Linked DNA regions of Sus scrofa: all the other regions are linked to region 2. A link is a contact called in public promoter capture Hi-C and targeted proximity ligation data. All regions are on one chromosome and are shown on one strand. The core of a region is the stretch at or near the end of the contact, and the rest is flanking DNA. Distances in the headings are between cores, read along the strand shown.

Region 1 (3,901 bases), core at 1,192-3,691, 220 kb after region 2:
CCACTAGAAAAGGGGTCCTTCAGATTTTAGGAACTGTGCACCAGCTGGAGATTTCAAAATCAAATTGACAAGGGAGAAGGGTAAATGACATTGACGTAGACTTCTACACAAGACACCAGATCTAGACTTCCTACTTTAACTAAACATGCAGCCCTTCTTTTCTTTCTTTCCTTTACTCTGGCTTTGGTCTGGAAAGGTAACACCATCATCCATATCTCCTAGGCAATTTCTAAGAGGGGTAACACTTCGGTGCCAATTTTGTCATAAAAACTCTGATCTGTCCATTAATAGTGCCACCTTAATAAAATTTGTTTGTGCCCTGACAGAGTTTATGTTTGTCTATTGTGATTATGATTCTCCTCGGGTCTAGGGAATGCCTGAAAATGGCTAGTGCATAACTGGGTAATGCCTTTTAGGAAACTGCGCACTTAACTGTTCACAGACAGACACCTCCTGAATTTGGTCAACTCCCCTGAATTTACATCATCAAATTAGAAAGGACCTACCAGCTGGCTTTCATGATTCAGGATTTGCTTCCTTTGGCAGGTCCCTCCTCCTGGTTAGGAATGAGTACAGATGAGGCTATGATCAGGAATCTCTCCTTAACTCTAAAAGATTTTGCAGAATCTGCTGCTAAAGCACAAAAATCCTTACACTCTCTGGCCAAAGTTGTTCTTGATAATAGGATAGCCTTCAATTATCTTTTAACTAAACAAGGAGGTATCTGTACTATGGCCAACACCACCTACCGTACCTAAATTGATACTTCTGGGGAAGCTGAAACTCAGCTACATAAGATTACTGAACAAGCCTCTTGGCTTAAAGAGGTGACCCCTTTAATGGGTTCTTTCTTTGACTTGTTTAATTTTGATTGCTTTGGGTCTTGGGGACCATGTGTCTGAAGCTCACTGCAGACATTGGGAACTGTCCTGTTTATAATAATCATAGTAGTCTTGTTGGAGCCCTGTATTCTCTCAAAAGCTTTAAATGCGTGTTCTCAGCTGCTAACCACCAAGCAAATGCTCTCCCTGAAACTGGAACATGAAAAAAGGAATGAAAAAATATGACCAACTAAAAAATTGTGAGCCTGAAGTTGTGCTCTGTGAATACCACACAGATTCAGCCAAAAAACTTTCATGACCTGCAAATGCTGTGAGGAGAACTTCAGAGCTGGTAATGGTGCTAATGCCTGGATTTAGATCACATCTCTCAGTTAAGCTCAGGTAGTTTTGGGTTGATGACAGTTCTTGAGCAGGAGCATTTGGAGGGTAACTGCACTAAAGGAGAAGGGTGAGTGGAAGCAGAGAAATCGAGTTCTAGGAAGAGCTGGGGAAGTAGGAGAGGAAAAATTATTTCCCCTCTACCTTCAAGGTTCTTGACTGAGTAGTTAATGAAATATTAACAGAAAAAAAAAGAAACAGAAATTTAATAACATATATACATGGGGGAAACCCAGGAAAACTGAGTTTCTAGAGATTTAGTAACCCTTCTCTTCCTGGTGCAGAAAGCTAGACACCCTTACAAGTGGACATTTCCCTTATAAATGTAAACGTCTCTTAGAAAAGAGTAACTTCAACTGTTTTCTCCCCTATCTGCTGCTTCTTAGTAATCCTGGCAGCCAAGGAGGCATATTTTGGGGTGTCAAGTTCTCCCCTCCAGGGAAGACAGACTGCCAGAAATAGGCCTGAGCTGCCAAGGTGCAGTGGGAGCCTGTGAATTCCTTCATTTGGCCACCCAGCTGGAAGGAAGAGACGCAGTGAATTTTCAGAGAGTGGTCCACCAGGGGTGCAGCCCTCAAGTGCTGGTTCATTCATTCAAGCCGACTTCATTAAGCACCTACCATATGGAACAGTGGTGTGTGGTAAGCGAGGGGAGGCAGTAGTGCGCAGAATCACAGACCCCTGCCTTCCTGAAGCTCACTGCCTAGTGGAGGAGATACAAATTAACCGAATAATCTTACAACTTTATGTAAAATTACACAGCAGACATTTTGAGAGTAAACTTCTGGGAATATGAGAGTAGAACAGGGGAGGCGATTTAAGCTTAGAGTTGGGATAGGATTCTTCAGGTATCAGCCAAGGAGGGAGTGGTCCTACACCTGGAGATGATCAGGGCTTCAGAAAAGCCCGGCCTGGGGATGGGGATTTGGAAACATCCCCCCTACAGCCCGCTGGGGGTCCAGCGGCAGTCCCAGGGCCGCGCGGTGGTTGGAGGCGGGGCCTGGCGGGGAGGCTGGTGGCGGCCGCAGGCTCGGAGGCTTCAGCGGGCTCGCAGGGCGCCCGGCCCCGCCGTGGGGGGGCGCTGCCTCCTCCCGGGCGGCTGGGGGCGCTGCGGCCGAGCGGCGGGGGGCGCTGCCTCCTCCGGGACGGCGGGGGGCGCTGCGGGCCGGGCGGCGGGGGCGGCCCGGGCCGGTGCGGCGAGCGGCTCGGCGGATGGAGAGTCTGGCCGCGGCCGGCGGCGCCGCCTCCTCGTCGGGCCGGGCACGGCGGGCCGGGGCCTTTGTGTGAGGCGGCGGCGGCGATGGTGCGTCGGGTCCCGCGGAGCCGGGTAAGTACGGCCGGGCCGAGGGCTGCCATGGCCGAGGCCCGACCCCCGTCCTGCTCTTTCTCTCGCTCTCGCTGAGCACCCTCCTGCTCGCCCCACTCATTCGGACCTATGGTTCCCCCAGCCGCGCGCCGACCCCGGCCGGCCCCGCCGCCCATCCCTCTGCCCTCGTCGGTCCGCGCCCCGCCGCCACCTTGGCCCCCGCTCGAGGTCGCCCCGAGGAGTCCCCCGTTGTTTGGGGAGGGACCGAGGTGCTCGGTACTCCGCAGATGGAGTGCCCCAGGCCGATCCAACGCCCTTCCTCCTGGATTCGACCCTCCGGAGGGGAGACTGTGGCGCCATGGGGTTGTTGGGGTGCCTTCTCGAAAGTTCCGAAACCGCCCCCTCCCTCTCCCCACTCGGGCTTCCCGGTGCCCCGACCTGCTGACGGTTGATGTTTGGCCACCAGGGCCCGTGAGATGCCTGGCTGGTACCCAACAATGCTCCTAAAGCTTCCTGGGCCCCAGAAAAAGTTGGGAGTTAGTCGAAAGTGGTGAGATGGGGAAAGGGGCCGTGTTGCACAGGGCTAGTCGTGAGGTTGAAGGAGAAGGCGACTAGCTTGTCTTCCTTCGATGTGTAGGACTCAAAAAGGAGAAAAAGTGGTACTGAGCAGTACTTTAGGAGTTACCTATATAACTAGATGCTTCTTACCGGCATCAAGTAAATCTCTTAGTTCTGATCAGAAGCATAAATCCTGAAAGGGGGGGATTGAAGCATATTTAGGTAATATTAAATACCACAGTTATGCTCTGCTTTGCTTTACTTCTTTGGTTCTGAGTGCTTTACTTCACCCGCAGCATACAGGGAATGTGAGAAGCGTATCCCAATGGCTCTAGGCTGTGGAAGAGAGCAGAGGAGGCAGGTATTGCAGGTAGAGAGAGATGGGAACTCAAGAATGAGCAAGAGGTTTATTTAGGGCCTGAAAAAACACAGCAAAGATAGGAAACTAAAGCATAGAGCATCCTTATCTTTTTTTCAGCAGCTAATGGAACTTGATAATTGTGTTCAAGTATGTATATGGCATTTGGCATCGTAAGGGAAGAGAATATACTCAGTGAGATAGGAAAGCTTGTAGTCAGGAGGAAATTAATATGAGAAAAATTTGAGCCGGTTTCTCTGGTAATGCTAGAAGACTGCGCCTGAGAGGATGCTTCTGGCTTGGTTTTAAGGCACAAGCTTCGGTTCAGTCAGGCCTACAGCCTCTCTTACTAACTCTTAAATAAAAACCAAGCTAACAGATTTTTTTCAGTACTTCTTGATTTTGTTATGATGACTCTGTCTTTGGAGATATGCAGGGAGAGAGGTCACTGTCCTGTCA
Region 2 (4,151 bases), core at 837-3,336:
GGCCAGGGAGCCCTGCTCCCAGCAGGCTCCACCCTCACTGCTCTGTCTACTGTGCTGGGCACCAGTTCCTGGGGACCTAACATCCTCGTCCACTGTAACCTGCAGTTTCTTTCTTTGGCTTTTAACCCATGATAGGTGCTCCATAAATTACTCTTCTCCCACAGGCCCATCACCACCCCATCCACACTCACTGGCCCCCATCGGGCAGGTCCAGCCCCATGATTCGGTCGTGAGGCTGCAGAAGGGCTGTGTAGGCAGCCAGATTGGCTGGGGACCCCGAGTAGGGCTGCACATTGACTCCCCACTGAGCAGGATCCAGGTCAAAGGCCTCCAAGGCCCGGCGCTGGCACAGCAGCTCGATTTCATCCACTACCTCGGCTCCTCCATAGTATCTGCAATGGAGGAGTTTATCAGGGCACAGAGAAAGGGTTCCACCATCCCCCTGGACCAGCAGCAAAGGACTGGGAAGGCCACTCCTCTATACACACTGGGAGGGTACAGGCAGGTGTCCCCCGCTGGGGGCACCATCCCTGAGGCTGTCCTCCAGTCTTCTGGTGCCCAGCCCTCACCTCTTGCCAGGATAACCCTCCGAGTACTTGTTGTTCAGACAGGACCCCAGGGCCTCCAGCGCAGCTCGGCTGCAGAAGTTCTGGGGTAGGGGAGGGGGCAATGTCAGGAGGTACTGAGCCCCCTTCCCTGGACCCCCACAGCCCCATCCTGCCAAAGCCCCAGGCTGCAGGGAAGAGCCAGGTTCTATAGAAATCTCTGTTCATTTAGGGTTCCTTGCCAGGCCTGGGGTAGGATCACAGCAACATCCTCAGAAACCCAGCTGCTGTGATAGGTGTCCCCGGTAAAGCCATCTGTGTCCTTGAACCTGTGCTTCCAGGCTTCTCGTTCCTCTTGAGATGGAAGAGGGACCAGACTAAACTGTAGGAGCCCCAGAAGGCTCTGGAGGGTTTTGTTGTGTTTTGTTTTTCTTTTTAGGGTCTCACAAGAAGCATATGGGAGTTCCCAGGCTAGGAGTTGAATCAGCTGTGGCTGCCAGCCTACTACGCCACAGCCACAGCAATACGGGGTCCAAGACGCGTCTACAACCCTCTCTGTAGCTCATGGCAACACTGGATCCTTAACACACTGAGTGAAGCCAGGAATTGAACCCACATCCTCATGGAGGCTAGTCAGTTCTGTAACCACTGAGCCAGAACAGGAACTCAAGCTCTGGAAGCTTTCTCTCTCTCTTTTTTTTTTTTCTTTTTAGGCCCACACCTGTGGCATATGGAGGTTCCCAGGCTAGGGGTTCAATAGGAGCTACAGCTGCTGGCCTACACATAGCCACAGCAACTCAGGATCCGAGCCGCACCTGCGACTTATACCACAGCTCACGACAATGCCGGATGTTTAACCCATTGAGTAAGGCCAGGGATCAAACCCGAAACCACATGGTTCCTAGTCGGATTCCTTTCTGCTGTGCCACGATAAGAACTCCAGCTTTCTCTTTTTTTAGTCATTTTTGGCTACGCCGCTGGTATATGGAGCTCCAGGACCAGGGATCAGAGCCACAGTCGAGACCTAAGCCGCAGCTGCAGCAACATTGGATCCTAACCCACTGTGCTGGACCGTCACTCGAACCCGCATCCCAGGAGTTTCCAAGACCTCCCCAATCCTGCTGCACCACAGTGGGAGCTCCACTCTAGAAGCTTTCTAATGCCCCCATCCCATAACCTAGATTGGCCCTGCCTTTACTTCAGAGGTTAGCAACAGAGGGAGACAATACCCAGCAGGAAGGCCCTAAGTCTGAAAGGGAGATCTGGAGAAATGGCAAGAAGATGATCTGTTACTTCCAGCATCCATGGTGGCCCAAGCCCTGGCCCCTCTCCCCAGGCCCCACCTCTGAGGCAATGAGCTCCAGGCCACGACACTGCCTGTCCTTCTCTCTCCGCAGCAGCTCCCACATCTCAGGGTCACTGTCTGATAGACTCTCCTGGCCTGACCAGCCCTTGGTTGCTTCTCCAGTCTGGGTCTGGGCCGCCTCGCTGTGCTGGCTCCTTATGGCCATCTTGACCAGCTGACCACATCTCCACAGAGGCTAGGGGAGGAAAAGCCAGGGTCAAATAAAAAGTGCCCAGACAAAAAACGGTCAACAGCCCTCGGCCATGATTATCAGGCTCTCAGGCGCCATCCATACCCAGCAGCCAGCTGTCTGTCTGTTCCAGCTCTCACCACCTCCACCTTCTCAAAAGCCAGTTCCAGAGCCAAGGTAGAGATCAATGTCCAAAGTGTGGTTCTGATTCGGTCCATTCACTTCACCTCAGAATCTCCCTCCACCTCTGCTCAGGAGCCACTCTGCAAAGCCTCAGGGCAAAGTTCTTCCTCTAGAAGCCTCTGGAACTCAGGGGCAGTCCCCACCCACAGGAATGCAGTCTTCCTGCAGAGCCTTTATAAAGTGATACCCCAGTCAGTGAGGAGACCACTAAGCTGGCAAGGTTACGGCAACAGACTGTACAGGTGGTTTCCGGAGCAATGGAGGTGGAGGAGCAGACCTTTATCAGGTGTATATGAGGGCTGGGGGAGACAGCTGGCAGGGAAGCCAAAATCCATGATTTTGTCTTTTGCACTTCCCATTCTTTCCACCTCCTTCCAACCCACAGAGCTGTAGGACCCCTGATGCAAGCATGGGATCCCAGTTGCATCATCTGCACACCCAGAACTGTTAGGAAAGACTCAGCTCGCCAGTCCAAGCCAGGAACCCTGCTCGTTGGCCAGCACCGGGTCCCGGGGACATCTGGCGCGGTTCTCCCTAATGCCACGTCAAATGGGCGGTCGCGAGGCCCTGGGGCCTCTGGTTCCTGGAATGGGGAAGGGGTCCAATCACCCTGCTCCCACGGAGCGTCCCAGGGACCCCCTAGTTGCACGTCTGCTCTCTGCTCCCCAAGAACCCAGACCACGTGCATTTAAAAGCCAAGAGAACATCAAGTTTGTGATTGGGAACAAGGATAGGAGGGAAGCTTACTTTCTACTGATCACGCAGTCTCCGGGCCCCCATTCTTACCCTAGTCGCCCAAAGAAAAGGGAAGGGCAGCATCATAACACGAGACGAGGGTCGCAAGAGGTCCCGGCACCAACTCTAGCGAAGGAGAACAAGGGTTCCGGAGCAGACTAGTCCGAGAGCGCAAGCGCGAGAAGTTACCAGGATGCCAGAGTTAGGGCGGGGTCTGCGCATGCGTAATGTAGTCCCTTATGGTCTTTCGGGAATTGTAGTTTTCTCCCCTCTTCTTCAGTTTCATTACCCGTCTGCAGCTCCAGCGTCAGAGCCTCTTGCCTGAAAGAAAAGTGATCCAGTGCCGCCCCATCTCCTCATTGTCCTGAAGCTCTTCAGGGTTGTTTTTTTTTTGTTTGTTTTTTTGTTTTGTTTTTCTGTCTCTTGTTCGAGAGAGACGGCAACAATTTATTGGGTGTCCACTGAGTGTACCTAGTATTATTAGGCTCTCTCTGAAATACAAAGACACCTACACAAGCTAGAGAGCCCTGGTGCACTGGAAAGCACCCTGGTTTGGAAGGATGAGAGACCTGAGTTCAAGTTCCAGCTCTGGGATTAACTAGAAAATTAGCCTATTTGAGCCTCAGTTTCCTCACATGTAAATCAATAATAAGATAACATGTGGCAGAGATTAAATAAGACTTTGTTTGTAAACACGCTCTGGGATGGATCATCCCCCCTCAAACTCAAACCTGCCTCCTCTGCGGCCATCTCCTCCTTTCCTGAGACATCCAGAAGCTGAATAAGTTGCCCCCTCCTGTCTTTGCACTTGTTGAATTTTGTAACCTGTTCACTCTTTATACTCCAGCAATCAGTGACCTCTCTTTGTATCCTGGGGCCATAGATCCTTGGAGCTGGAAGGGATCTTCCTTTTTGCCTGACCTCACCTGGACTCATCCTTTGGGGGCAGGAGAACTCATCTATCCCTCTGGGAGTTATTTTCAGAGAACTGGCTGGGAAACTGACAGAAACAGATGAGTGCGGAGCCTTTCCTCAGAGGTTCTAAGTCAACAGATCTTAAAAAGTGGTGCCCACTCACGCTGACACACAACAAAACCTCTCCTTAGTGATTCTAATAAGCAGTGACTTTGAGAATCATTGCCTTACATAGCAA
Region 3 (3,913 bases), core at 1,333-3,832, 230 kb before region 2:
CAAAGGAGAAAGAGAAGCTGGCAGGGACAGTAATAGGTTTGGTTTTGGACACGTTGAGTTTGAAATGCCAATGGAGGCTGAGGAATCTAGGACACAGTCTGACAAATATGTCCAGAGCTCAGAATAGAGATCTGAACTGGAGAAGTAGATTTAGGTGCAATCAAGAGGTAGAAAGTAGCTGAAAACATGGGTGCAGAGAGAACTGATGGACAGTATGTCCAAAATATTAGCCAACTATTAGGTGAAGAGGACAGAAAATTAAAGAAAGATCAGCAAAGGGGACTTGATAGGCAGATACTGGCTCTATCAATAATTTCCACATAAGAAACCAAGCCCCACTCATCTGTGCCAACTCACACTGGATTCTGTTGCGGCCGAAGTGGGGGCAAGCTTCCCAGGCCCTTCTCCCAAGCAGCTACAGCCATGGCAATCTCCTCCTCAGATAGGGTAGCCAGCTCCTCCTCCTATGAAGAGTAGAGAGTATCCCTCACTGGGTGACGGCCGGGGGGGAGGAGCCCATAAAGAAATTCTCTCTTTGCTTTCCAACAACGGAAAAAGTTAGTAGCCTCGCTCAAAAGCGCTCTTCAAGTCACCGCCCACCTGAAGCACTGAGGCTCTGTGGGAACCCCTCTGCTTTGTTCCAAACCTCAGGCTCATTGCTGACAGCTCTCCCCTCAAGGAAGCTGGGCTGGGGCTGCTTTTGGAGGTAGGGCCGGAGGGCCAGCACACCCTGCTGCTTCAGCACAGTCTCCACAGCTCGCTGACATGGCTCCTGAGAACTCAGCGTCTGGAACCAGCTGTGCAGGGTACCCAGCTCCTCTGTGGGCAGGGGAGAAAAGAGGCAATCAGCAAGACCTAACATGGGAAGATGGGAGGGTGGCCCAACCCCTTCTTTTTTTTTTTTTTTTTTTTTTTTTTTGGTTTTTTAGGGCCACACCCAAGGCATATGGAAGTTCCCAGGCTAGGGATCGAATCAGCCGGGCTACACCACAGCCACAACAACACCAGATCCAAGCCTAGTCTTTGAGCTACATGGCAGCTGGCGGCAACGCCAGATCCTTAACCCACTGAGTGGGGCAGGGGATCAAACCCTCGTCCTTATAGATACTAGTCCAGTTTGTTACCACTAAGCCACAATGAGAACTCCAGCCTCTTCTTCATGAAGTTTCTCCAGCTGGCTTTCCCAGTTCCCTCAGCCCTCTTTCTGCTATAGCTGCCCATCAAGCTACACCTCAAACTGGTTCCTCATTATTCACCTACCCACTCTGTTACCCCTACACCAAGCTCCTGGTGTTGGAGCTAGGGGTGAAGCAATGGGCAGTTCTCACCAGGAAGGTAGGCTGGGTCTTGGAGTAACGGGTACAGCGCTCCCCACAAAACAATGTCAGCTAAAGATTCTGTCTCCTTTGTTGAGAAAAGCAAAGAAAGAGGCAGGTGAGGCACTCAGTTTCTTCCCAATGAATGTCACATTTCATACATTTGCTACACACTTACAAGGTATCAAGCACCGTATTAAGCATATTTTAATTATCTCAGTCTTCACAACCCACTGAAGTGAATGCTAATATTACCCCCTTTCAAAGATGAAAAACTGAAGGTTTGAATTTATTGAGGTCTCTTTGTTGCTGCTCTTTTTTTTGTTTTTTTTGTCTTTTAGGGCCACTCCTGCAGCATGTAGAAGATCCCAAGTTAGAACTATATCCGCCAGCCTACGCCACAGCCACAGCAATGTGGGATCTGAGCAGCATCTGTGCCCTACACCACAGCTCCTGGCAACGCCGGGTCCTTAACCTACTGAGCGGGACCAGGGATCAAACTTGCATCCTCATTGATACTAGTCGGGCTTGCTATCACTGAGCCACAACGGGAACTTCCAAGTGTAGTGAGTTTTAAAGGTTACACTGCTAGTTGAGAGGCAGTTTGGGGGTCGGAACTCTGAATACAGTGTTCTTTCCTAACTCTCATACCACACAGCTTTCCCCAATCCCCATCTCAAGGCCCAACTCACCCCAGCCAGGAAAGGACAGCTCCGACGACTCAGGCTGTGGTCAATATGAGTCAGGGCTCTCCGGACTGGGCCAAGAACATCTTCCCCCTTCTTCCCCTGGACCACTAAATAGTACAGGGCAGCGGACAAAGCTGGCTAAAATGCGGGAGACACAAGTCAGGATGGCCATGCAAAGCAATGGCCTGCCTGCCTGTGATTCCCCCACATCTCAGTCTTACCTGCAGCTCTGTTGCTTCCCATTCCAGCCACTGGTTGGTGAGGTCATCTTGCTCCCACCCAGACAACAGAAAGAAGTATCTAACCAGGGAGAGAGCAACAGAAGGTAGAATGAGAGGGGCCTGTTTCTCACCCCCTAGTGAAACAGTGATTGTAAATAAGGCCACAGAGGACAATAATCCCTGATTTTATTCAGCCACCTCCCTGAATCAAGGACCAATACTGACCGACAGATTGCACTGGCGGAGAAGAGGTAGTTGCCACTATCCAGTTGCAAGACAGGGACCTTAGGCCGAGTCAGGAATGGAACCACACACTCTGATGCAGAACAGGAAAATGGGTGAAATACAGGGAAAAGAAAACAAATACTCTGTCAACTTAGAAGGACAACTTCACAGTGTTGGGGGCCTGGGGGAAGAAAGATGGGCCGTCTCAAGGAGAGGTTCCAGGATAGGACCACTGAAAGGGGGTGGGTCCAGAATACGCTGGAGAGACCAGCAGGTGTTCAGCTGAGACTGCCAGCTGGAAACAACAGATGGGAGTTGCAGACGGGAGGCGGTGGTATTGGGGTAGTGCTGCAGCCAAGAACTGAAACAACTGAAAGTAACTAGGATATCTGAGAGATCTGAGCTACACTGGAAGAACAAAATTAAGAGAACTGGGAGGATGGACAAGAGAACCTCTTAAGAGTCAAACAGATGGCTGGGAATGAGAAGAGGTAAACCGAAGGGAATATGTGTGTCTGGGTTTAGGAGAGGCGAGTGGGGTTTCCTAAGAACAAAGGAAAGGGGTGCCTGGGGAATTGTCATGTGAGTGACTAGCGAGTGTGTGTGGGGTCGGGGGGGAGTGCCGGGTAGGTGTGGGAGGTTAATAAAGGGAAAGAGTTTCACTGAAGTAAGGCGAGGTCCTGGGAAACGAAGAAGGGGAGGCAAAAGATGAGGGAAGGGGACACTGAGGAGAATTAGGTAACCGATGAAAGATGTGACTGGGAGGGAAACGGGATGGGGTGCCCAAGGACATTGCGGGAGAAATCTGACGGGAGTGCATGGTGGGGGGATGGGGGGTGGTAAAAGACAACTGTAGGGTGGGTGTCGGGCGTGTTCGCGTCCCGCCCTCCTCATCCACCGCCCACCAGCACCAGCCCGTCTACCTTCGGGGCCTACAGTGCTGATGAGCAGCTCCACTCTGCCCTGGGCCCTCCCGGCCGCAGCTAGCACAGGCAGGCTCCCCGGGGCGCCCTCGCTCACGAACAATCTCATTTCGCCGTGGGTCCCACGCTGATGCAACCGGAACCGGTCTCCCGCCAGAGGGATAAGCGATTGCCGCGCGGCACGCCGGGAAATGGAGTTCCGACTAAAGCTGTTCCCCGGGCCTGGGTTCCGGAAGTAGACTATTTCTCCCATCATACAACACTAGGAAACAGGAAAAGAGTGCCATAGAGACGAAGAGGCCGTAAACGCAGTGCCAGAGTGGCATCTTTTTGATGGGAGGGCCAGAAAGGACCTTTATGTGTGGGATCCGGCTTGTAATCCTCTAACGCCTCCCGAGAGCGGTGAAGGATACCGAGGGGTACAGTTATCTCGCTGAAGTGGCGACGTCAAGACTGCGGCTACTCGCAATGGCCCACTCTCGATTCGAGCTCATAAGAGAGTTCTGGAATTGATAGATAAGCGTATTTTAGTGACATAA
Region 4 (3,957 bases), core at 260-2,759, 170 kb after region 2:
TAATACAGTAAAATTCACAAGTTTTAAATTTTGCTGAGTTTTAGAACATTGTAAATCAGCTATAATAAAAAACTTTTTGAAAAATTTTTGCTGAGTTCTGACAAATGGAGACAGTTGTATAACCACCACCACAGTCATGACATAGAGCATTTCCCATCACCTCAAAAAGTTCGTTGCACAAACTGGAAATGTGTTTGTGTTTTGGCTGCTCCTGTGGTGTATGGAAGTTCCTGGGCCAGGGATCGAATCTGAGCCACGGCTGTGACTGCAGCAACACTGGATCCTTAACCCACTGTGCCAGGCCAGGGATAGAACCCACTGCCCCAGAGACAATGCTAGATCCTTAACCTGCTGTATCACAACAGGAACTCCTAGACTAGATTTTTTTTTTTTTAAAGTATTGTTGATTTATAATGTGCAAATTTCTGCTGTAGAGCAAAGTTTCCTAGTCATATATACATTCTCTTTCTCATATCATTCCCCCATCATGCTCTATCCCAAGAGCTTGGACATAGTTCCCTGTGCCATACAAGAGGACCTCAATGCCCATCCCTTCTAAAGACTGGAAAAAATTTTTTCTTTTTAGGGCTGCACCTGAGGCATATGGAGGTTCCCAGGCCAGGGATTGAATTGGAGCTACAGCTGCTAGCCTAGGCCACAGCCACAGCAATGCCATATCCTTAACCCGCTGAGCAAGGCCAGGGATGGAACCTGTGCCCTCATGGATGCTAATTGGGTTCATTAACCACGGAGCCACAATGGGAACTCCAAGACTGGAAATTTTAATCGAAGGAGAAGGAAGGGGATTTCAGAGTCAGAGTGGAAGAAGACCAGTACGCTCCAATTCCATCAGTTTTGCCTGGAAGTGGGAGATGATAGTTCTGCATCCCCTACCCCCAGAATGCTTTGACATATCTTGAAATCCTAACTAAGTTGGATGTGTACTTGGTATCTTGTTAATTGAGTGATCTACTCATCCCCATTCGCCTAGAACTTGCCTGGTTTTAGCATTCAAATTCCCATGTCCAGAGGATTCATCTCAGGTCCTAGACAAACCAGGATGTTTGGTCACCCTGGCTGTGACCTTCTTGGCATTGTTTCCAGGCCTGAGGCTGCCATCTCACTTTTACAGTCACTTCTTTCATGTGAGCACATAGTAGGTGCTCAATAAATAAGTCAATGGGTGGATATGGATAAACGCCAGTTGTAGGCAGCTGCAGATTTCTGGCCTGGAGGACAGAAGACCCGGTTCTGGTCTCAGCTCTGCCAGGTTTGCAGCAGTGTAATCCTGGGGAAGTGGTTTCTCATTCTAGGTCTCTTTCCTCCACTGCAACATAGGGGGTCTTTAGTTGTTTCTGCCTCAGACACTGTGATACTGCTATACCTACACCCAAGATTATGTTCTAAGACGTCATTTCCACTCAGCTCTCTCTCTTTTTTCCTTGCCTTTCCCTCCTCCCAATATATGTAGTAGATCAATAAATTATGTAAGGGCAGTTTGGTAATGGAATTGCTGATGCTCCAGGCTTATGCAGAGAGCTTTTGCGAGAGCAATAGAGTTTGGACCTTGATCCAAGCAGCTGTGGCTGGGAGTTGGCAAATCTAATCCTCAGCTAAGTGTTTGTAATTATCTAATTTGCTCTTTGTGCATGCCTGGGAGGGAGGATGGTGGGCAGAGGGAGCCTCTTATTTAGGAATTTTCTTGGGTGGGTGGGGTACCCTGGAAAATAGGATTTTATAAGCTTCTTGTCTATCGGAGGCAGCTAATTCCAGCTGGGCTAGTGCCCAGGAAACAGTGTCCTGGGATCTTACGCAGTATTCTAGCACAGGAGAAAGATTAAAATGAGAGATACCAGGACTTGGGCTGGAACCTATGGCCGACTTAGGATCAGGAAGCTGTGTTCTATTTCTGGTTCTGCCATGTACTGTCTGTGGAACTAGGGCCACCTCCTATCATCTCTCTGAGCTTCCGTGTTTGCCTCTCATTTTCCCTTTGAATGGAGTGAGTCTGTACTGGCTACTTCACAGGGTGTTGCAATTCAGTGAGTGAGAGGTGGAGTTCAGTGAAACTGAATGAATGAAAATGTCAGGTGTTATCACTAATTTTAGTCTTTGGGTCTGTGTGATGGGCTCTGATTCATGGGGGGAAGGAAGTCATGGTACATCTAGGGACTTTGTCCGCTTAGTTCCAATAATGTTATCAATACCCCATGGCTCCCAATAAGACTGGAAGGGTAGGTTTGAGGGAGGTACTGTGTATTTGGTCAGAAGACACCCCAGCCTACCTACCTCCTTGACAGAATTTCTGTCTTTTTGAAAAAGTTTTTCCTTGGCTATAAATTCTCCTACTTCTGCACTCGTTCCCTAGTTTGGGAGAAACAGAACAAGAACGCTGCTTGAACCCCTCAGCCAAGGCCAGCCAGATACCCTTTCCTATCTAGAGGGGGCTTTCTTATTTGGCCACATGTCTCCTTCTGGGTTTTCAGGTCTGTGAAGGGTTAAGCGAGCCACACCCTCAGCAGGAACAGCCTCGGACTTTGTGCTGAGCAGCCGAGCAGCCAGCAGCCAGCTCTCAGCTGTCTCTGGCCTCTCCTGGCTCAACTGGCACAGGGAGCCTTGGCTGAAGGAAGCAGCACAGAGGAAGGTCAGAAGCGTGGGCACTGGCACGAGGAGGGCCGTCTCTTTCCTGTCTTCCCCAACACCATGGACAGCTCCCGGTAACGAGGACACCTCTCCACCCTTGGGGCCTGGGCCTCCTATGCCCCCTTGCTGTCAAACTGAGATTTCATCCACCATTCTCCAAGGGACGCTGAGGTTTCCCCCTAGTTCCAGCGTTGGGTGAGTCCTGCATTAACCTGTCGCTACTCGTCCTTTCACATCTTTGTTTTGTTTGTTTGTTTGTTTGTTTTTTGTCTTTTTGCCTTTTCTTGAGCTGTTCCCACAGCATATGGAGGTTCCCAGGCTAGGGGTCTAATCGAAGCTGTAGCCACTGGCCTATGCCAGAGCCACAGCAATGTGGGATCCGAGCCGCATCTGCGACCCACAGCACAGCTCAGGGCAACACCGGATCCTTAACCCACTGAGCAAGGCCAGGAATTGAACCCGCAACCTCTTGGTTCCTAGTCGGATTCATTAACCACTGTGCCACGACAGGAACTCCCTTTCACATCTTTGGGTGCCCAGTATGGAGGCTGCTTTTTTCCCCCCTCCCCCACCTCCAACCAGTCATTTCCTACTCCTTTCAAATGTAAATCCAAAGAAGATTCCTTCTCCAGCCTTGCTTCTGCTTCTTCTGCTTCCCTGCCAAGTTATTTAAAATCTTAACTTTTTTTTTTTTACTCTAGAAAATGTGGGACGATGCTAGTAGCTACTTCATGGGGATATTGTAAGCATCAAATGAATTAGCCTGTAAAGTGTTTAGAGCCTGCCTGGCCTGTAATCAGTACTACACAAGTGCTAGAGGCTGCACTAATCAGGATTCTTATTGCTCCCTCAGTTGTGACTTTATAGGACGTGGCAGGTGCTCCTAGGGAAAGCAGAGTGAAGGGAGAAGGCAACCTGGGCCCCCCCTTCTTGCCTGACTTTCCCTTCCTGGCTCCCTCCCTTCCCCCACCCAGGTTCAGCAGTGCAGGAGAGGAGGATATGGCTCTTTTATTCCTGTTAGGGAGTGGCCTTGACCATTGTACTAATAGTTCTGTCCTGCACCAGGTCACCCCACCTACTCAGTCCCACGGGAAAGACTGAGGAGCACTGGGCTTCCTCCTTAGGGTACACCTGCTGTGTGCCTGCTGCCTGGGGGCCAAGCCCCACGATGTTCCCTGCCCCCCAACTCTGCTTTTCCTTGCCCATTTCCACCAACTACTAAAAGCTAGGTGTGTCCCTCTGGGGCAAAGTCCATGCCAGAAGCTTATGGGCATGGGTGTAAAAGCTGGAGACATAGGGGCAGACATGTAGGCA
Region 5 (4,151 bases), core at 1,606-4,105, 140 kb after region 2:
TCTCTGCTTCCGCCTCAGTTGAGGAGGGAAGCACTGCAGCAGCTGGGGTTGGCTGGGGAAGGGATCAGGGCCTGGGGTCCTGGTCAAGGTCAATGAAACAGACTTGGGGAAGTGATCATTCTCAGAGATGAGTGGGTCAAGGCCTGGGAGTCAAGAGCACTCCTGGGAGGCTGGGATCCTTACCTCATGTAGGCTGAGCTGCTTGCCCTCCCGCCGCTTGGAGTCAAAGCGGCCATAAATGATGCTGTATTTGCGGATCTCCTCTTCCTTCTGGCTGTCGTTATCGTCCATCTCAAAGATGTGCCCCACGCTCCGTGCCAGCTTCTTGTTCAGCTTCAGCAGGGACGTTACCTCCCCAGCATCCCCCCTCGGGAAGCTTCGGAAGATTCTCTCCACGCTCTCCACCACCATGCGTACCATCTCTGGCTCCAGCCGATCCGGACCGCCCCCAGCCCCAGCTGCTGCCAGCCCCCCAGCCCCAGTCCCCTCGGGGACTCCTCCCCCTGCAGGTGGGGAGAACGGGGGTGAGCCAGACTCGTCTTCTCCTCCTGCCCCAACATCGGACTCTGGAGTACTCCGGCCTGGCCAGATCCGGGGGTCCCCTGCCCCAGGTCCCCCGGGCAATGGTGACAGCTTCTCTCCAAGTTCAAGGGGGCTCTTAGGGCTAAAACTGCGGGCACTGCCCGCCTTTTCCCCAGGACTGCCATGCCCGTTGCTCATGCTCCCCTTCCGGGACCCCGAAGTCTCAGAGATCTTGAAGAGCGGAATGCTGGAGACGGGCACGGCGGGCACTGGCTGGCTGAAGAGCCCTGGATTGGTGGCCCACTCTCTTAGTGCCTTCTGTAGGCGTCGGACATGGAGAGGCTTGGTGGCCATGCCCACGAGTGCCATGATCTCCAGGAACTCCTCCTCACCCGCCTCACACAGTTGCTGCACGTCGTCCCCTCCCTGCTGGATGAAGGTCTCATAGTAGGAAAGGAGATTGGCGCGCTGCAGGACCCGGTACAGCTGCAGCTCCCCCAGTGTCCGAGGCAGGGCCATGGCTCGGGCACTGGGCCTGAGAAGGAGGCACAGGACAGAGAGGGGATGGCGGTCAGTGCAAGTCCTCCTTGCTGGGTACGAACACACGTTCACGGTTGTTTTCTCTTTCCCACCCCTCTTCCGAATGCTCTCTCTGCCCAGTGCCTAGGTCGGAGCCCAAACCACAAGAACCAACCACTGCTCAGAGTCACAGCCATGCTAATGCCATCCCAAACTGGCCAGAAGTACTAAAAACCATACTGGTCTTTGTGGAAGTCAAAGGCTCTGTTCCCCCATCCTCAACTTTTACTTTTCTGGCCTGGCACAAGGAGACCTTGCGCGCTGAAGCCAGCCAGCACACCCCGGTGATGGCTGGACCACCCTCTCCTCCAGAACACAGTCCTCGTCTTCCCCCCAAACACCCAGCAATCTCAACATTACACAAGTTAGCTTCCCACACTGAGGTGAATGTATGAGCCCCCACCTCCCTACAATGGACACCTGGGCAGCTTTATTCTCTGGTGGCATTATGCTCATGTGGCTGAGGCAGAGGGTGTGGCTTCCCTGCCCTTTTCAGCTCAAGGAGCCAAGCAGACCCCTACTCTGCTACCTTTTCCCACCTCTGCTAAGCCTTCCCCAAGGATTAGGCATTTTCCTGCTGTCTCTCCCCAGAACCTCCCCCCTCTTCCAGACTGCCCAGTGGCCCTCGGTTGGTCCCTCTCCCAGCAGTGACCTTCCCACCTGCTCCAGAGGTAGGCCCATCCCTTCAGCTCAGGCACAGGGGAGGGGAGAAGTGCCTCAATTGTTCTGCTTTGCGGCCCGTTCCGCCCACACACACTCCCACGGTGGTAGCGTCCGTGGGCGAAAACCGCCGGGGGGCTCCCGCCTACCCCTCTCTCCCTTTTTCCATCCACATCTTCAAGTGGAGTGGGGGAGCGACTCAAGGCCTCTTGAGGGAGGGGCTGCACACCGAAACTCCCCTCCCCACTCTGTAAATAAAGGTACGGAAATGGAAATAGACGCCTAAGGCACGTCCTGCTCCTGCAGAGCCGCTCTGATGCGCTCTTGGTTCAAAGGCGCCGACTTCTCCCGACCCCAAAGCGGCGCGCTCCATGCCAACCACAGATTGTGCCAGCTGAGCGGCTCTTCCCCAGCACTGTTGCCAGCTAGAACTCCAGGGCTTCCCCTGGCACTTAGGAGCCCCCACATTCTTTGCAGGGGCTCACAGGCCAGGTCATGCTCACAGAGTAAACGAGGAATGGAGAATTAGATACTATTCCTTCACATCCAGCTTCATCAGATCCCTGCCTGCTCCCATGGCCCCCTAATTCGAAGGCGCACCCCCTTTCCATCAGTCTCCACCCCCCACCCCCGTCCCTCTTCCCCTAGTCCTCTCCTCGACCTCCGCCCTCCGGACCCCTTTCCCCGAGTCCAGCTCCACCCATTTCCACTCCCCGCCGCTTCCCTTTGCCCACTTACTTGAGTCTGGGCTGAGGGGTCCGGCGGGCGCTGTCCCCTCCGCCCGGCGGCTGCTCGGCAGTGGGGGAGGGAGCTCTGTGCATGGACGGCTGGAGACCACCGGGGATGCCCCTCTCAGTGTCCGGCGCTCGGCGCCTTCTGTGTGCTGCGATCTTCCTGGCGCGCGAGGCCGTGTCCGCCGCTGTCCGGGCTCCGTCCCTTCCTCCACGTCTCCTCTCTCCGAGCCTCCGCGCCTCTGTCTGTGCCTCTACCCCCCCCCTCCCCGGCTGCGCTTGCCGCCTCTCCGCGCCTCCGCCCCCGCAGGACGCACGGGGAGCGAGGCCCGGCGCAGCACTGGCTGCCAGGCGGGCGGAGGGCGTGGGCCGAGCCGGGGGCGGAGGCTTGTGGGCGGGGGGCGGGCGCCCGGGCCTCTCGGCCGGCGGTGGAGAAGCCTCAGCAGAGAGGCGGAGAGAGGCGGAGAATGTGGGGAGGGGGGTGTGGAGCAGGAGGCGGGGGCGGGGACTCGGCGCCAGGGCGCCGAGTTGGGGACTAAAGTGACCGAGGCCGGGCTGTGGAAGGCGGGCTTGGGGACTCAGCGGGCGGGGCGAGGTCGCTCGGAGCCGCCTACGCCGGATGCACAGCCGGCCTTCTTCGCGCCCACGTACCCACGTGAGCGCCCAGCCGGCGACATTCTTACTCCCACTCCTCCTTCCCCTCTGAGCAGAGAGCGGAGTTTCACAACCACGCACAGGTACACAAAGACACAGAGAAGCACACCGACGGGCACACGCGCCTAAACAACTACCCGGTCGCCTGCTGCCCACACTCGGGCTTCGCGGTGCTATACGTGTGAATGTTAGGAGTGAGCCAGGAAAAGTTGGGAGACTGGGGTGCGCGGCTCCTCTCGTGGGTGCTTCTGACTCCCGTAGAGTGTGCACTTAGGACAGATCTGTGAACGTGGAGCTCTGCAGGAATCCCTCACAGATCCTCGCACTCTTCCCAAACCACGTCGAAGTTCGGGGAACAGAAATGGGCGGGGTTTGCCATAACCTGCTGCTTAGACGCGCGTCTATTAGTCGCGCTGGGTTGTTAGTGCTTAGGTCAGGCAAGGATGGGAGGGGTATCCTGCCTTCTTCCGCTAGTAGCATCCTATTTGCTGAGAATGGGGACCTACCTCTGGGGAATTCTGTGTGGCAACTTTGGGAGGAGGATACCCCTTCTAGGGACGTCTGTGAAGGTATTTCGCCGGAGTCAAGTGGGAGACCGGCGGAGGCCGGGCGCGTCGGACGTGGCTCCCTACCGACGTGGCTCCCTACCGAGGAGTAGGAGGGAGGAGCTCCTTCAAGGAGCTTTGCCCCTCTCTGCCACCCACCATCCCTCCCCTTTCTTTTTCCCAGCCCCATCTGGTTCCCATTACACTCCCGCCCACGGCTGAGAGGGCCGACTGGCGGGGTCTCTTAGAGCCCGGCCCAGCGGCTCTACGCCCCGAGGAAATGAAGGAGGAGGGGCGGCAAAATTCCCCCTAATCCAAAATCTCAGCCCCACCCATCATTCAGCACTTCTGAGTGGCCCGGGCCAGCAAGGAGTGGGTAGCGTGGGCCAGGGCTGGTTCTACATTCCGGCCTGGCGAGGGGACCCTCCCGTCTCCGGGTGGGACAGGAGAAGAGAGGTGC

The links. Promoter capture Hi-C pulls out the DNA fragments that hold promoters and counts their contacts.
Region 1: a contact with region 2 is called in a promoter capture Hi-C map of liver, with 6 times the contacts expected there. A contact is called at or near these places in 3 of 5 promoter capture datasets (fetal liver and liver) and 1 of 47 Hi-C or Micro-C datasets (embryonic fibroblasts).
Region 3: a promoter capture Hi-C map of liver shows a contact between it and region 2, with 4 times the contacts expected there. A contact is called at or near these places in 1 of 5 promoter capture datasets (liver), 1 of 47 Hi-C or Micro-C datasets (fibroblasts) and 1 of 2 datasets of targeted methods (alveolar macrophages).
Region 4: a contact with region 2 is called in a promoter capture Hi-C map of fetal liver, with 2.3 times the contacts expected there. A contact is called at or near these places in 2 of 5 promoter capture datasets (fetal liver and liver), 5 of 47 Hi-C or Micro-C datasets (alveolar macrophages, embryonic fibroblasts, heart right ventricle and 2 more) and 1 of 2 datasets of targeted methods (alveolar macrophages).
Region 5: a targeted proximity ligation map of alveolar macrophages shows a contact between it and region 2. A contact is called at or near these places in 1 of 5 promoter capture datasets (liver), 1 of 47 Hi-C or Micro-C datasets (liver) and 1 of 2 datasets of targeted methods (alveolar macrophages).

The regions. Positions count from the first base shown.
Region 1 is chr5:22,314,857-22,318,757 of Sscrofa11.1, reverse strand. It overlaps ZBTB39 (zinc finger and BTB domain-containing protein 39), which reads left to right and starts at 2,441. Exons shown (of 3, transcript XM_005663904.3): 1 at 2,441-2,547.
Region 2 is chr5:22,533,715-22,537,865 of Sscrofa11.1, reverse strand. SHMT2 (serine hydroxymethyltransferase, mitochondrial) reads right to left here and starts at 2,086. Exons shown (of 12, transcript XM_021091827.1): 1 at 1,889-2,086; 2 at 570-649; 3 at 192-392. The coding sequence starts at 2,056. NXPH4 (neurexophilin-4) reads right to left here. Exons shown (of 6, transcript XM_003355482.3): 4 at 3,050-3,319; 5 at 2,186-2,434; 6 at 1,252-2,086.
Region 3 is chr5:22,760,848-22,764,760 of Sscrofa11.1, reverse strand. It overlaps ARHGAP9 (rho GTPase-activating protein 9), which reads left to right and starts at 2,582. Exons shown (of 18, transcript XM_021091869.1): 1 at 2,582-2,942. It overlaps MARS (methionine--tRNA ligase, cytoplasmic), which reads right to left. Exons shown (of 22, transcript XM_021091867.1): 2 at 3,375-3,877; 3 at 2,452-2,542; 4 at 2,227-2,305; 5 at 2,009-2,143; 6 at 1,329-1,404; 7 at 647-819; 8 at 358-464. The coding sequence starts at 3,630.
Region 4 is chr5:22,361,080-22,365,036 of Sscrofa11.1, reverse strand. MYO1A (unconventional myosin-Ia) reads left to right here and starts at 1,509. Exons shown (of 30, transcript XM_021091823.1): 1 at 1,509-1,623; 2 at 2,487-2,717; 3 at 2,805-2,838.
Region 5 is chr5:22,398,979-22,403,129 of Sscrofa11.1, reverse strand. It overlaps NAB2 (NGFI-A-binding protein 2), which reads right to left and starts at 2,855. Exons shown (of 7, transcript XM_001929485.5): 1 at 2,500-2,855; 2 at 184-1,057. The coding sequence starts at 2,582.